Linked DNA regions of Sus scrofa: region 2 is linked to region 1. A link is a contact called in public Hi-C data. All regions are on one chromosome and are shown on one strand. The core of a region is the stretch at or near the end of the contact, and the rest is flanking DNA. Distances in the headings are between cores, read along the strand shown.

What was found. Hi-C and Micro-C count contacts between places; a contact is called where the count stands out from the background.
Region 2: a Hi-C map of embryonic fibroblasts shows a contact between it and region 1, with 2.6 times the contacts expected there. A contact is called at or near these places in 9 of 47 Hi-C or Micro-C datasets (alveolar macrophages, brain, embryonic fibroblasts and 5 more) and 2 of 2 datasets of targeted methods (alveolar macrophages and skeletal muscle).

What each region holds. Positions count from the first base shown.
Region 1 is chr3:25,234,365-25,241,440 of Sscrofa11.1, reverse strand. It overlaps ERI2 (ERI1 exoribonuclease 2), which reads right to left and starts at 2,543. Exons shown (of 10, transcript XR_002342391.1): 1 at 2,357-2,543; 2 at 281-348; 3 at 110-193. It overlaps REXO5 (putative RNA exonuclease NEF-sp), which reads left to right and starts at 2,435. Exons shown (of 20, transcript XM_021086509.1): 1 at 2,435-2,507; 2 at 2,906-3,050. The coding sequence starts at 2,910.
Region 2 is chr3:25,191,262-25,198,337 of Sscrofa11.1, reverse strand. It overlaps DCUN1D3 (DCN1-like protein 3), which reads right to left. Exons shown (of 4, transcript XM_021086516.1): 4 at 2,287-7,076. The region is part of intron 19 of REXO5 (putative RNA exonuclease NEF-sp); the gene reads left to right. Among named protein-coding and RNA genes, the nearest start is that of LYRM1, 43 kb to the right of the region's middle.

The sequences.
Region 1 (7,076 bases), core at 1,294-3,793:
ATATCCACTAAAGTTTATTTTCTCAAACTAACTGTTAACTGTTTTATAGCTATAAAATTTCAAGCAACTTATCTAGTGCTACCTTTGGCTATTGGCAGTTCAGACTTACTTATTTCCTGGCTCCGGTGGCATTTCCCATCATTCCAACATGTTGACTCAAAATCAATGACAACTAAGTAGTCAAACAATTGCTCTACAAAAGATCAGAGTGTCCTTAATGTTTTATTAGTACTAAAAACACAAGGCTACAGAATATAAAGAAACTAATGACACTACTTACTAGATTTGCTTCTTCCCAGATTTCCATTTGCTGGTGCAATTGACTTTCTCCTAATTAATCCAAGCTGCCTAAAAAGGTAAACAATCCAGGTATGTCCAACAAACTCATTCATACTCTTCTTTTTATAAGCTAACAAACTGATGGTATAACCCACATTATGAATATATTTATGTATTATAATTGAAATTGAATTAGATTTTGAGGGCAAGACTTTGATTTTTTATACTAACTGCCACCCTCTTTTGATTTTAGTAGTCATTCTACCTGCTTGGGCTTCAAAGTGCATATTTGCAGACTTAAGACAATTATTTCTCCTCCCTTTATTTTATTTAATTTGATTTTATATTTTTTCCTTTTTAGGGCCTCACCAGAGGCATATGGAAGTTCCCTGGGCTAGGGGTCCAATCAGAGCTACGGCTGCCAGCCTTTGCCACTGCCAACACGGGACCCAAGCCTCGTCTGTGACCTACACCACAGCTCATGGTAATGCTGGATTCCTGACCCACTGAGCGAGGCCAGTGATAGAACCCACATCCTACTCAATTTGTTTCTGCTGCACCAGAACGTGAACTCCTTGCTCCTCTTATTTTAGAGTCATACTCAAGTGATTGTAAAGATGTATCGAAAAGCTCAATTTATTTCTGTTTTTGCATTTTTCAAGTCCTCACTGTGTATACAGCTCACTGTGAGAAGACAGGGCAGGTCCAGCCTTCTGGGAGCTTAAAATATCTCGAAAAAAACTAGATATCCATGGCAAACTGCCATAAGGTAATATATGATAAAGGATCCTTAAAGTTGTATGCTAAGTCCACAGAAAGGGATGAACTTGTTACCTGAAAACTGGGTGGGTGTTCAGCCAAAAGACAAAACCAAGGTAAAGAGTGGGAACAGGAAGAATTACTTGCAGCAAGTAAGGGCACTAGGGATCTTTCTCAAAATAGCAAAACTGGGGAAGTTTTAAACTAAGGGTACATGCATATTCATAAAGAGGCTTAGATGGTGGAGAATCTAAGCTTTAGATGATTAAAGTCAAGAGGGTCAGAAAAAAATCATCATCCCTTAGGTTCCAGTTGATCTGGTGGTTGAGGGCTTTGGGCTGATCTTTACCACTGAAAAAGAACTAGGAGGCTTTACAACTGACATATTATTTTTGCTATTGCTATTTCTCTTGCCTGATAATAGTCATTTGTTTCTGCATTCTTTTGTTCCCTTAAGATCATCAATTACTGAGACCTGTTTAAGAACAAGCACTGTGGCCAGGTCAAAAATGGCTTCTGTTAGGTCAAGAAAGCCATACCTGGTTCTTTCTCCAGGGAACCTGTACCCTAGCTGCTTACAAGCTTACTAAGGTCTTAAGTGCTGTGAGACAAACTACTTTGCTGAGTAGGCAGAGTTTAACTAGGCAGACAGCTCCTGTTGGAGTTTTTTGAGTGGTGAACAGCTGACATCTATTGATTGGTTACTACAGAGTAGGCGCTGAACACAGGTGGTGAACTCATTTCATCCTCAACAACTGTATAAGGCAGTCACTTTTGCTACCTATATTTAAAGGGTAAGAAAACAAATTCAGCAATTTGCCCAATGTGAACCCAAGATCATCCAACTCTGAAACTATTTCAGATAGCAGTGTAATGCCTATCCACTAATGCACTGCACTGCTTCCATGAAACGGAAAGGTGAACACCATGTCCAAGAAGCAGTAAAAAAGCCTAAATGATCTACATTATGAACTAAACAGATCACTAGTTAGTGGCAGGGAGAACAGTTTGACGGGTGTGGTGGGGCTGCCTATGATCTTGGAACCGGAGGGCCGTTCTTAATCGTTTCCCGAGGCCTAGAACAAGCAAACGCTGACTCAAGGGCACACAGAGAGCCCTGGTCCTTCCACCCTCGTGCAGAGGGTGGCCTGAAGCTCGAGAGGAGGGAACCTTTCGGCCCGGAGCCGGGAAGAGAGCAGGTCGGAGACGCCCGACCTGCAGAGAATGGAGGCTGACACTGCGGACCCTGGCGCGGACGCCAGTGCCGGACCAGGAGCGACACCCCCCGCCCCAGGCCGCGCAGAAGCCCCTCGCATACCTCGCTAGCTTCTTGGTTGCCATTTCCGAAGCTCCCTACTCGCCGCAGCCCAACGGCCGGAAGTCGCTCTGCCCCCCACTTCCGGTCCATTCAAAAGCCCCGCGCGGCTGAGGCGGCGGCTCTGGCTGAAGCTGAGGCGGCGACTGCGGCGGTGTGCGCTCTCCGCAGGGCTGCTGTTCAGCGGCTTCGGGGGTCAGGGGGGTGGGGAGTGGTTTTTGGTGGGGAAGCCGCTAGGCAGAGCCCCACCCCCCTCTTTTCCAACGGTCAGAGGCGCCGTTCGCGGCGTTGTGGAACCGTTTCGAACGCGGCCTCCGGCGTCCTCAGTAAAACCGTTTGGCTTGGGGGCCGCGGAGTTCGCTGCGCCGCCAAACCGGGAAGACCGTTGGCGCCCTCGCTTTGCGCGGCGGGCGGGGAGCGCTCTGTAAACTGAATTGAGAGGATCTGAGGAAGGTTGGAGGCTGCCGCAGCCCGTGCCGCTCCCCACGCAGGAGCCGCCCGGACTGGCGGGGCGTCGGGGTTTTCTCAGCTCTAACCGATCTTTCTTCACAGCTTCATGGAGCCAGAGAGGGAGAGGACTGGGAGGGCCCCCAAGAGGGGCAAGAAGAGGAGGCGCGTCGCGAACCAGCTGGTCGGGGCGGCTGAGGCGATGAGAGCCCGGTGGGATCTTGAGGAGAGACAGCAGCCCGAGGCCAAGGTGAGCAACGGGGAGCCCGAGGGGGCGGCCCGAGGCGGTTTGGAGCTCCCAGATCCTAATACCATCCCGCTGACGTTGGCAGTTTAAAACGGGTGTCGTGTCTGGCACACGCGAAGAACGCTCATTCAACGAACATTTATTGAAGTCTTTTCTGTTCCAGGAATTGTTCTAGGGTCGGGGGAGATCTCAGTGCACAAAAGCACAAAATTCCCTGCCCTTGTGCAGTTTACGTTCCAGCAGGGGAATAATAAGGCTGATGATCATCCCTGTCATTTATTGAGAGCTAAATATATGTGGTCCATCCCTTCAGTCATCAGATTTCTTTTGTCTATCATGTACTGGTCACTGCCCTAGGCACTTGAGGTACATCAGTGAGTAAATAAATATCTCCACTACCTTGCTGGTGGAGAAAGAAGATAAATAATAGATATGATAAATAAGTTATACAGTATATTAGAAGGGAACTAATGCTGTGAAAACATTTTTAAAAACTTGTGGGAGTTCCCGTCTTGGCTCAGCGGTTAACGAATGGACTAGGATCCATGGGGACACAGGTTCCATCCCTGGCCTTGCTCAGTGGGTTAAAGGATCTGGCATTGTGGTGAGCTGCTGTGTACCTCACAGATGTGGCTGGCAACTGTGGTTCTGATTTGACCCCTAGCCTGGGAACTTCCATATCCCTCACCTGCAGCCCTAAAACACAAACAAAAAAAATTTTTTAAATTATGGCTGGACTTGTGGCTTATAGAAGTTCCAGAACCAGGGATTAAATCTGAGCCACAGCTGCGGACTAAGCAGCTCTGGGATCCTTTAACCCACTACCACCAGCAGAGGATGGAACCCAGTCCTCCGCAGGGACACAATGCCTCATCTTCCCCTTATTTTAGTGTTTACGTTTTTCCCACAATCTACACTACCTCAATGCAACAAAATCAGGAAATAACATGGATATATCACTACCATCTAATCCTCAGACACCAAGATTCTCCAGTTGTTCCAGAAAAGTCCTTTTTAGCAATAAGATCTAGTCTAGAATCACATGTTACATTTAGTCTACAAGTCTCCTTCAGTCCAAACAATTGTTTGTTCAGTCTTTTCTTTCATATTCATAACCTTACTATTGAAGAATCTTGGACCAGTTATTTTGTAAAATGTCCCTCAAGTTAGGTTTGTCTCTTTTCTTATTTATTATATTGATTTGGCTATATACATCTTAGGAACATCACAGAAGTAATCTGTTCTCTTGTATATTATCAGGTTGTATACAAATTTTTTGTCCCTTTACTGGTGATATTAACCTTGATTACTTGATTAAGGAAGTATGTGCTAAACTTCTCAAAGGTTATTCTTTTTCTCTGTGATTTTGTGGGAGATGCTTCCTCATTAAACTTCCAGTTTATTTATTTTTTTTTTGCCTCAGCCCACAGCATGTGGAAGTTCCTGTGCCAGGGATTGAACCCATGCCATAGCAGTGACTCAAGCTGCTATAGGGACAACACTTGATCCTTAACCTGCTGTCCCACAAGGGAACTCCTGATTTATTTTTATTAGTATGAGTTTGTAGATACCTATTTTACTCAATGAATTATAATCTATTATGATATTTGCTGCTCAAAATATCCCATATTTGGCCATTAAGCTAGCTTCTGTGTCCCTTTGACATGACCTGATCATTCTTTGAGCATTTCTTTATTTTTCTGGCACAAAAAGATTACCCAGGCTCTTTTATTCTTTTTAGTGGAGAATGACATTTAGAAATTCAAGATCTGGGTGCTAGATATGCTTATTGCTATTGGGATGTCAATACTCCAATACATACATATATTTACATTTGAATATTTTTCTGTATCCATACATATCAAAAAACCATGAATTCATATCAGTATCTCTACTTTAATTCCATGGGGTTCATTATAGTTTTCTCCCTTTGCATATTTATAACTTCCTTATATTGAAGTGAAAACTGATTTGCATTATCTTCAGTGTATTTGATCAGTCCCTCATTGCTGCCATTGCCTGAAACCCTCACGTTCTCCTCACTTTGCTTGGGCTCTTGTCACTTGGAATCTTATACCAGGTCTCCCTCCTGTGTGAATACCTTCATTGCTACTGTGAAAAGTTACCACCCTCATCCTTCTCACATGAACAATTTCACCCTACTTTGGCTCTGAATTATGTTAACCACTATTGTCCCTCAGCATTGATGCCCTTCTTACCCTAACTAAGTTCTAACATCTGATGTCAACCCTCGGTGCTCTCCAGTTCCCACTGCATGGATGCCCTCTACTGCTCAAGCTTTGACACCTCACATTGAGCCACTGTCCTGCATGTGTGTCACGGGTTCCTACCCCTAGTCCTGAGGTGTTTCCCCCATCTCAGGCTCTGACATCCCATGTGTGGCAACCATGATCACTCACCACCATATAGACTCCTTCCTTTGATGCATTATCAGTCTCATACATTTTTGTTTGGCAAATATAAATCGTTAAATTCTTTCAGGAGTTAGCAATATTGTCAGAATGTAAGATAAACATTGTTTTTTTGATTTGGAATTTATTTTGAGAAAATGGGTATATAAGGATACTCATCATATTTTTTATAATTAAAAAAAAAAGCAATATGAGGAGTTCCTTGGTGGCTTAGTGGTTTAAAGATCCGGCATTGTCACTGCTGTGGCTCAGTTGCAACTGTGGCTTGAGGTGGATCCCTGACCTGGGAACTTCACTTGCCACAGTATGGCCAACCTCCCCCCCCCAAAAAAAAAAACCCCAACAACAACGTCAACAATAGAAATTTTTTTTCAGATAAATAAGTTTTTACGTAGGTAAATTTAGAGAATGGACTACTAAAAATTGATGTTTGTTATATTTAACAGATATGGAAAGATCTATACCTTTTTTTTTTAGCAAGGGGAATTGGTTACAAAACAATGATATAATCCTTTGGGGTGGAATAATATAGAGATGAAAAGAGTTTGGGTTTTGGAGCTTGCATTCTAGTCTTATTTCTGCCATTTAACGATTCTTTCATTTCTTTATCTGTAAAATGGGGATAATAATAATGCCTACTTAATAAAACTTGTGAGAATTAAGTGATATAATAATATAAAGTGCTCAGAACTGAAATGGATAGTAATTGCCTAACCTTAGCTTTAAAAAGTCACAGGGAAAAACAGCAGTAATAATAATATCTGGTGTTTATTAAGTATCTATGGTATGTCAGCCATTGGCCCTCGGTATATTGCAATTGCAGTACCTCATTCATCTTCCCAATAATCTTATGATGTAGAAATATAATTATTCTGTAAATGAAGAAACCTTAGCCTTAGAAAGGTCAAGGCACTTGTCCCTAATCTCTTAACATCTTAAGGCACTTAAGATGGTGGAGTTTGGTATTTGAACTTGGATAGTATGACTCCAGGAGTCTTGTTCTGCTGCCCTCCAGACCAAAATGAAAGTGCTAATTATCTGAGTTGTACAAGTACAGGTGACTTATTTTCACTTATTTATTGTCTTTTGTCTGTTTCTCTATTCTCTGACCCTTTTTTTTTTATAAATAAGCATGAATCACTTTAATAACTAGATCTAAGTACAAAGCCATTTTAAGGAGAGGCTTAAGGTCTGACTCCTTAGCTTAGACCACATGATTTTCTATGATATGGCTCCTACTCCTCTCTCCTCTCATATCTGCTGCTCTGTAACATGCGATCTTAGTTCCAGCCAAACCAAACTACATGTTTTGTTTTGTTTTGATTGTTTTTTGTCTTTTTAGGGCCACACCCAAGGCATATGAAAGTTCACAGGCTATGAGTTGAGTCGGAGCTGCAGCTGCTAGCCTATGCCACAGCCACAGCAACTCCAGATCCGAGCCACCTCTGTGACATACACCCACAACAGCTCACAGCAATGCCAGATCCTTAACCTACCTAGCGAAGCCAGGGATCAAAGCTGCATCCTCGTGGATACTAGTTGGATTCGTTACTGCTGAGCCACAAGGGGAACTCCCCAAACTACTTGTTTAGGTACA
Region 2 (7,076 bases), core at 1,583-4,082, 43 kb after region 1:
AAACTTAGGCTTAGTTTGAGATCATTCACCCTTAGTTGAGATTTACCTCACATCTGTTAAGTGACAGCTGTGATTTGATTCTAGGTATCTGAGACTAGTCAGCATTCTTTGCATTGAACCATTTTCAGCAGGCAGCTTTCCATAAGCTGCCCACCTAGCTGCCCCGTGCCCCTTGGCATATATACATACCCCTAAAAAACCTTTCCCCTCTCCCTGAGTTTATAACCATTCATTCAATTCTATAGACAAAAACTGTCTTCACTCCTCATCTGTTGCAGCACTCATGGATCACTGTCTGGCCTAGGACTGATGGGAATAAAAGATGAAGAGGAAAGCTCCACCCCAAACATGTGTTTGTGAGTCTGCCTACCACTTACCATGTGCCATGTCTTATCCCTCATGGGCAATGGCAGAGAATGTGGTCGGGCTGCTGGCACTCCAGAGGCTGCCAGACTCCTTTATATAGTAGACAGCTTTTTTGGAAACTTTGTATCAGCTGTACCAGCTAAGGAGTCTAGTGCATTTATGTGGCATGTATAAATTTTCAATAAATGCCTAAAATTCAAACATTCTTCATCTTAAGACAGGGTGAGGGGAGGAAACAGTCTGTATTTTCTTCGTGTCAGTGGGTTGATACACAGGTACTGTAGCAGGTGTTCATTTCACGGTAGCACTGCTATTACATGGTATGTATAGGTAAGGAGACCAGGAGGAGCGAATTCTCTGTGGAGAAAACCCAGCCGTTATGGAGTTTGTCAAAGCTGTGGTATCTGTAAAGCAAATATCTATAAGGCAAACTATTTCCTCATTGATGGCTGTTAAAAAATTGAAGGAAAAAGATAAGTTAACTGAAAATCTGGCAGGTCCAACAGAGAGGAAAGTTGAAGACTCTTAGCTTTTCACCAACACTGGAAGCCCCCTTTCAATTCAGTTTTTATTATTTATTTATTTATTGGTCTTTTCTAGGGCTGCACCCGTGGCACATGGAGGTGCCCTGGCTAGGGGTCCAATCGGAACTATAGCCGCCGGCCTATGGAACAGCAACATCAGATCCAAGCCGAATCTGTGGCCTACACCACAGCTCACAGCAACGCCAGATCCTTAATCCACTGAGCAAGGCCAAGGATCAAACCCCAAAACCTCATGGTTCCTAGTGGGATTCGTTAACCACTGAGCCACAACAGGAACTCCTCAATTCAGTTTTTAGGAACACTTCCTTCCCTTCAGAGTGAGACTGCAGTGTTACGTTTCACCAATAGGTGCCTCCATCACATCAGAGTTCCCCTTTAGAACTGGAAGTATCATTTTCAGTAAAGCCTTTGCTTTTTATCACCTCTCAAATTGTCAACATTCTAAATTGCAAAGGACATGGGCACAGGTACACACAGTTCCGAAACTGATAGAGATATTAGCTATACTCCAGAAAAGCTGAACTAGTCCAGCATGCAGTACGTATCATTACAAAAAACCTCACAGATCGCTCTATACGCTGGGACCCCGCAATTCCACTTCAAGAGAATTATCCTATAGTAATAGGATAGTTTCTCAAAAACATGTATAGAGGGGATATTATGGGGTCATTACAATGTAAATCTAGGTGGTTATTATTTTTAAAATTAATGCGTTCGTGTGTAAATAAAATCTCTAGTGAAAGAGATCTGTAAGAAGCAGCAGAAGACCAGATCCAGACTCCCTGACTCTTGAATCCCAGCTTTCCTACTTTTTAGTTGTGGGAACTTGAATAAGTTATTTAACATCTCTGTGCTTGGTACATAGTAATGGTACATATCTTACTAGGATTGTTATAAAGATGAGATTATGCATTCATAATATATTGTAGGTTGTATAAAGCATGGAGAGTTACAGAATATCTGTATAGTGTGAATCTATTTCTGTAGAAAAAAAATATACCAAGATATGCATGGGCTTGAAACAAAATCTGGAAGTTTATATGCCAAAATATGAACAGTATTTATCACTAGCTAATGGGATTGGCAGATTGAATTTTACCAAATGCTTTTCTGTATTTTTTTAAATCAGCATATATTGCTTTTATAATTAGAAAAAAGCATTCTATTGAAAAGTAACTTGCAAATTTGGATATTTGAGGCAGTGTTTCACTTTTTCTTTTTCTTTTTCCTGCTTTTTTGGGGTCTGCATGTGCAGCATATCGAAATTCCCAGGCTACACGTCAAATCCAGTCTACAACTGCGGCCTACACCTACACCGCAGCTCAGGATACTAGTTGGGCTTGTTACCACTGATCCACAACAGGAATTCCCAGTGTTTAGCCTTTTAAATGTAACTTCTATTAAGATCTGGCCCTATGGGAGGTCCCGTTGTGGCTCAGCGGAAACAAATCTGACTAGTATTCATGAGGATGCAGGTTCAATCCCTAGCCTTGCTCAGTGGGTTTGTAGGTGGCAGATGTGGCTCAGATCTGGCATTGCTCTGGCTGTGGTATAAGCTGGCAGCTATAGCTCCGACTCAGCCCCTAGCCTGGGAACCTCCATGTGCTGTGGGTGGGGCCCTAAAAAGACCAAAAAAAAAAAAAAAAAAGTCTGGCCCTATGAAAGTTGGCAACCAGGAGGCCAAACTGAAGAGCTTGATTTGGAATTGAGATACTACAGTTTTTGAAGTTCCCTTGTAAAGAGCCAAGTTCCCCAGGTATACTGCTGACCTCAGCTGCAAGGTCCTGAGAACACCTTGAAACCAAACGTGTTGCAGGATTTCTTTCCTGCTGCAGCTGAGTTCCAAAGCTGTGGGAGCTTAGCTGCTGTCTACCTCATGAGACTCCAGTCCTGAGAGACAAAATAAATGTCTGCCTAGGTTGGTGCTTCAGCTCTGCTCCTGGGCAAGTCACTTAACCTGAAGTCCATTTACACAGCTCTGTGGGGATATATCTACTTTTAAGGATTATTATGACTATTCAAAAACTCAGTTTTTGGAAAATGACCAAATAGTGATCTGGATATGAATTATTTTCCCTCTCTGAGCCTCAGTTTCCTCATTGTAAAAATGGCAACATTAGTACTTACTAAACAAGGTTGTTTTAAGAATTAAATTAGGGAAAGCCTACATTGTACTGAGGATCATCTTCTAACTGCAGGATAATAGAGCAGATGAGGGCTCCCTGTGCCAAAAGCACTCCCTTTGCTCCTAGGACTAGTCAGAGCCATTTCTTTTCCTGAATGGGTGGGGCTGGAAGTTTCCCAATGGGCCCCCACTCCAGAACTCTGCAGAGATGGGCCCAGACCATAAGGTCTCTGAGGCCCCAGTCTGCACACACTGTTCTTTCAGCTGATGCTCGGTCTTTTGGAAGCCAAAGCTGCCAACTTGGCCTCTTGCAAAACACACATTCCATTCATAAGTGCGTTTGTGCATTTTTCCTCCCACACCCTTCTAGACAGCCAGTGCAGAGCTGCCAAGGCAGCTGCTGGAGAAGCAGCTTTTCATTTAGGGGAAAAAAGCAACTTGAAAGATTTTCACAGAACTCTTGGTTTAGGCTTTGAACGTACTACTCCCCAACTTCTCTGGCCTCCTCACCCATAGTGGGGTTGGGTTGTTCAGGATACTCAGCCATGTTCAATTTCATTTCCTTTTTTCTTCCCCCCCTTGTAATACCTTCCCTATTATAAAGGAAACCCAGTAATAGAAACCTGAAAAATCCAAAAAAGTTAAAATTACATCTAATGCCACTATTTTACAATCTTTCCATTATTCAAAAGCAGTTTTTAATAGCTGCATAATATTCCAGTGTGTTGATGTGTGTCATAATTTCTAAAACAGTCCTCTGTGGTCAACACTGAAGTTATTCCCAAATGATGCTGCCAGTCATATCCTTGCCACATCTTTGGCAGATAATATTTCTTGAGGAAAAATTCCTAGAAGTGAAATGATTGGTCTAAAGACTATGAACACTGAAGGTTTTATTTTTGGGGGGGGGGATTTTTTAAAAATTTATTTAATTTTTTTTGCTTTTTCATCCACACCTGCTCCATTTAGGAGTTCCCAGGCCAGGGATCAAATCCCAGTCACATCTGTGACCTATGCCACAGCTGTGGTGATACCGGGTCCTTAACCCACTGTGTCAGGCTGGGGATCAAACTGGCAACACCAGAGACAAGTCGGATCATCAGCCCACTGCGTGACAGCAGGAATTCCCACTGAAAGTTTTTTAAATTCCAGGAAAGTTTGTGTTTGCTAGCATCAATTTGTTTCATATCTTTGTCAGTTTGATAGGTTAAAAGTTTCATTATAGGTTTAATTTCTGTTTGTTTGAATCCCCTTTAGGTTGAAAGATTCAATATCCTTTTTTCCAGAAGCTTTTTGGCCAATTTTCTTTAGTGAGTTGTCCATATCTTTTGCCCATGTTTCTGTTCTCTTTTCCATACTTATTTTTTAAGGTATCCTGTCAATTATTGCAAAAACGTTCCTAGTTTTTAAAGGTAGTACGTTTTAGAAGTTTGTTCTTGTTATGATTTTTTTCTATTTGCTTTTATGGGTAGAAAGTCTTGACATAACCAGAGAGCAATTTAATATCCATTTATATATATATATAGTTTTGAATGATTTAATTTTTATACCTTTATTCCTCCTGGGACTTAAATTTTAGCATATGGTAACTCTTCCCACAAATACTTAGATTTAATCCAATTTATCTTACTTAAAATGCAGTAAAAGAGCCTACATTATTTATTATGTCAGCCCACGTATACAACAGCCTTGTGTCTCTGTCTTCTGTCTTAACGCTAGTACCATATTGTTTTATAGCTCTGTATTGTGATATACTAGCAATTTCAGCACCACCCCAGGTAAATATTGTCGGCCTATGGAGTCCTCAGCAGCATGGATTACAAAATACTATTTAAAAGTTAGATGCTCTGCTGCTGACTGCATTGCTGCCATATTCCACTAGGACTTTCTCAGCACCCCTGAGGTAAGAAGAAAATCAGGATTGGAATGTTACATAGGAAGAATGTTATACCCACAAAAGACCATTACAGCTTTCATAGGTCAGGACATCCTTGGAAGGAAAGGAAGTGGAAGAGGTTAGGAGGCTAACTCCCTTGCCTTAACTTCCCAGGCAGACTAACGCTTTTGGATCTAGGTCAGAATTGAGAGCTAGAGAATGATTTGCAGAGCTAACGGAAGCTATGTGCTTTGGCAACTGATTTGAGAGGAAGGAAGAAGCCAGTACTGAGGTGATTCTACTATACTCTGGGCCCTCAGCACCACCTTCAGTGTACCATTCATGCTTAACGACAACAAGAAGTCCATTCCACACACATACAGTGAAGCTTAGCTGGTATTAGTATGAGTTAGTTGCTTATCCCTCATCTAATCAAAAATTGGATTTTAGCCATACAGCACCATGACACTTCGAATAGCTCCATGCTCTAGATATAAGCACCCAAATCACCCCCACCTCTATTTGTAAGGCCCTGGCTGGGCTCAAAAACTCAGGCCAAAGCAGATACAAGCCCGAGAGTCACCTGGAAAAATAAGTACATGTTTTGGATGAATACTTTTTAAGTGAAAAAGTCTCCCCCTAAATTTCCTTCCATCTTCCATCTGATGCTGACCTTGGTAATAAAAAAATTCCAGTTTTCTGAAGAAAGCTTATAATCTAGAAAGAGGAGGTAGTCATGATTCCTAAGCCCTTTCCAAATGAAAAGAAAAAACACATCTAATGCCACCACTGTACTTAATTTTTTTAAAGAGATACCAACATGAGGCTGGGAATCTTTGAGAAGGCCATTAGGTCCTCCATCAAAGAAGTGACTAAGATGGCTGGTCAACAGCTTTCCCAAATATAAACAGTAACTAGACAGAAAATGGCAATTAAAGGAAGTTATGGGTCATAAGTGGTCTACCACAATCAGACTTTAGAATTTAAGATCCAGTTGGAGTCATCAGGGATCATGTTAATCTAAGCTCCCCCATCCTCCCAATTTAGCAGAGGGAAGTTGAGCCCCCAGGAGGAGCAGCCTCCTTTCTTTTCTCTATCACTCTGGATTCCCTGCATTACTTACCTAACAGCCTTTTGGAAACCTTATATTTACGTGTTTTAAAGATTATGGATGTTCTTTTAAATCCTAACATTGATAGAAATAACAGCCTCTTGATTTTACAGATGACTAAAAGGAACTCAGAATTTCACTAGTTTGCCAAAGGCCACAGAGCAGTGGCACTTGATGGTTTCACTTTGTCTCCTTTGCCGTAATCACTGCCAACCTAGTAGATATAGGAGCTATCGGTTTAGCACAGTGTTCTAATTCATTTTTTATTCTTCATGGGAATCCACATCAGTTGCTAAGGTGAGACTAGGTAGTGACTCTGTGAGGACTCATTTGCTTTTTACCTAAATGTATGGGCCTCCAAAAGCCATTAAGTTTGGTGACTGGGAGGTCAACATCCATGTCTGTAGTCTAAGGATCTTGTACTATCTGGATTATTTTCCAGAACAGAGAATTTGCAATCCAGTATGTTGGAAGAGGCACCCAGTGGGTAAATCTCACCCCAAAATGAAGTCATTTTTTTGTTTGGGGCTTGGTTTTGGTTTTTGTTTTTTGCAGAATTGTCAATAGTCAAGTAAACAAATTTATTAGGTCCAACAGCAGGTTACCTTCCAAATAAAAAAACATCAAAAAATGTAGACAACGACAAAAATGTATATAACCAGTTAATAAAAATATCCAAGGGGCCATTTGGAGAGTGCAACAGTGCAGAGAATACAAAGTATTGACTTTTGTCAACAAGTTTGTACAACTTCAAGGAGCACACTGGTCACAAACCAAGAGGAATCCACAAACGTGGAGGGTCACTCATCACCTCAACGAGTTAAGGCAGGGTATCTGTAGGACCAATTTCTCCAAGCCCCATTTGCCTATTGCTTCAAATTCTCCCTTTGAAACCTAGAATCATTCATTAGTGCAACAGGTATGAGCAGTTAATCACAGACTTGGGGCTGGGACCAGGAACAGAGGGAAGACTCTTCTCCCAGAATAAATGTTTTTTTTGGGGGAAAAAAACAGCAGCTGCTGAGTGGCTTCCTTTGGCAATATCCAAGATTT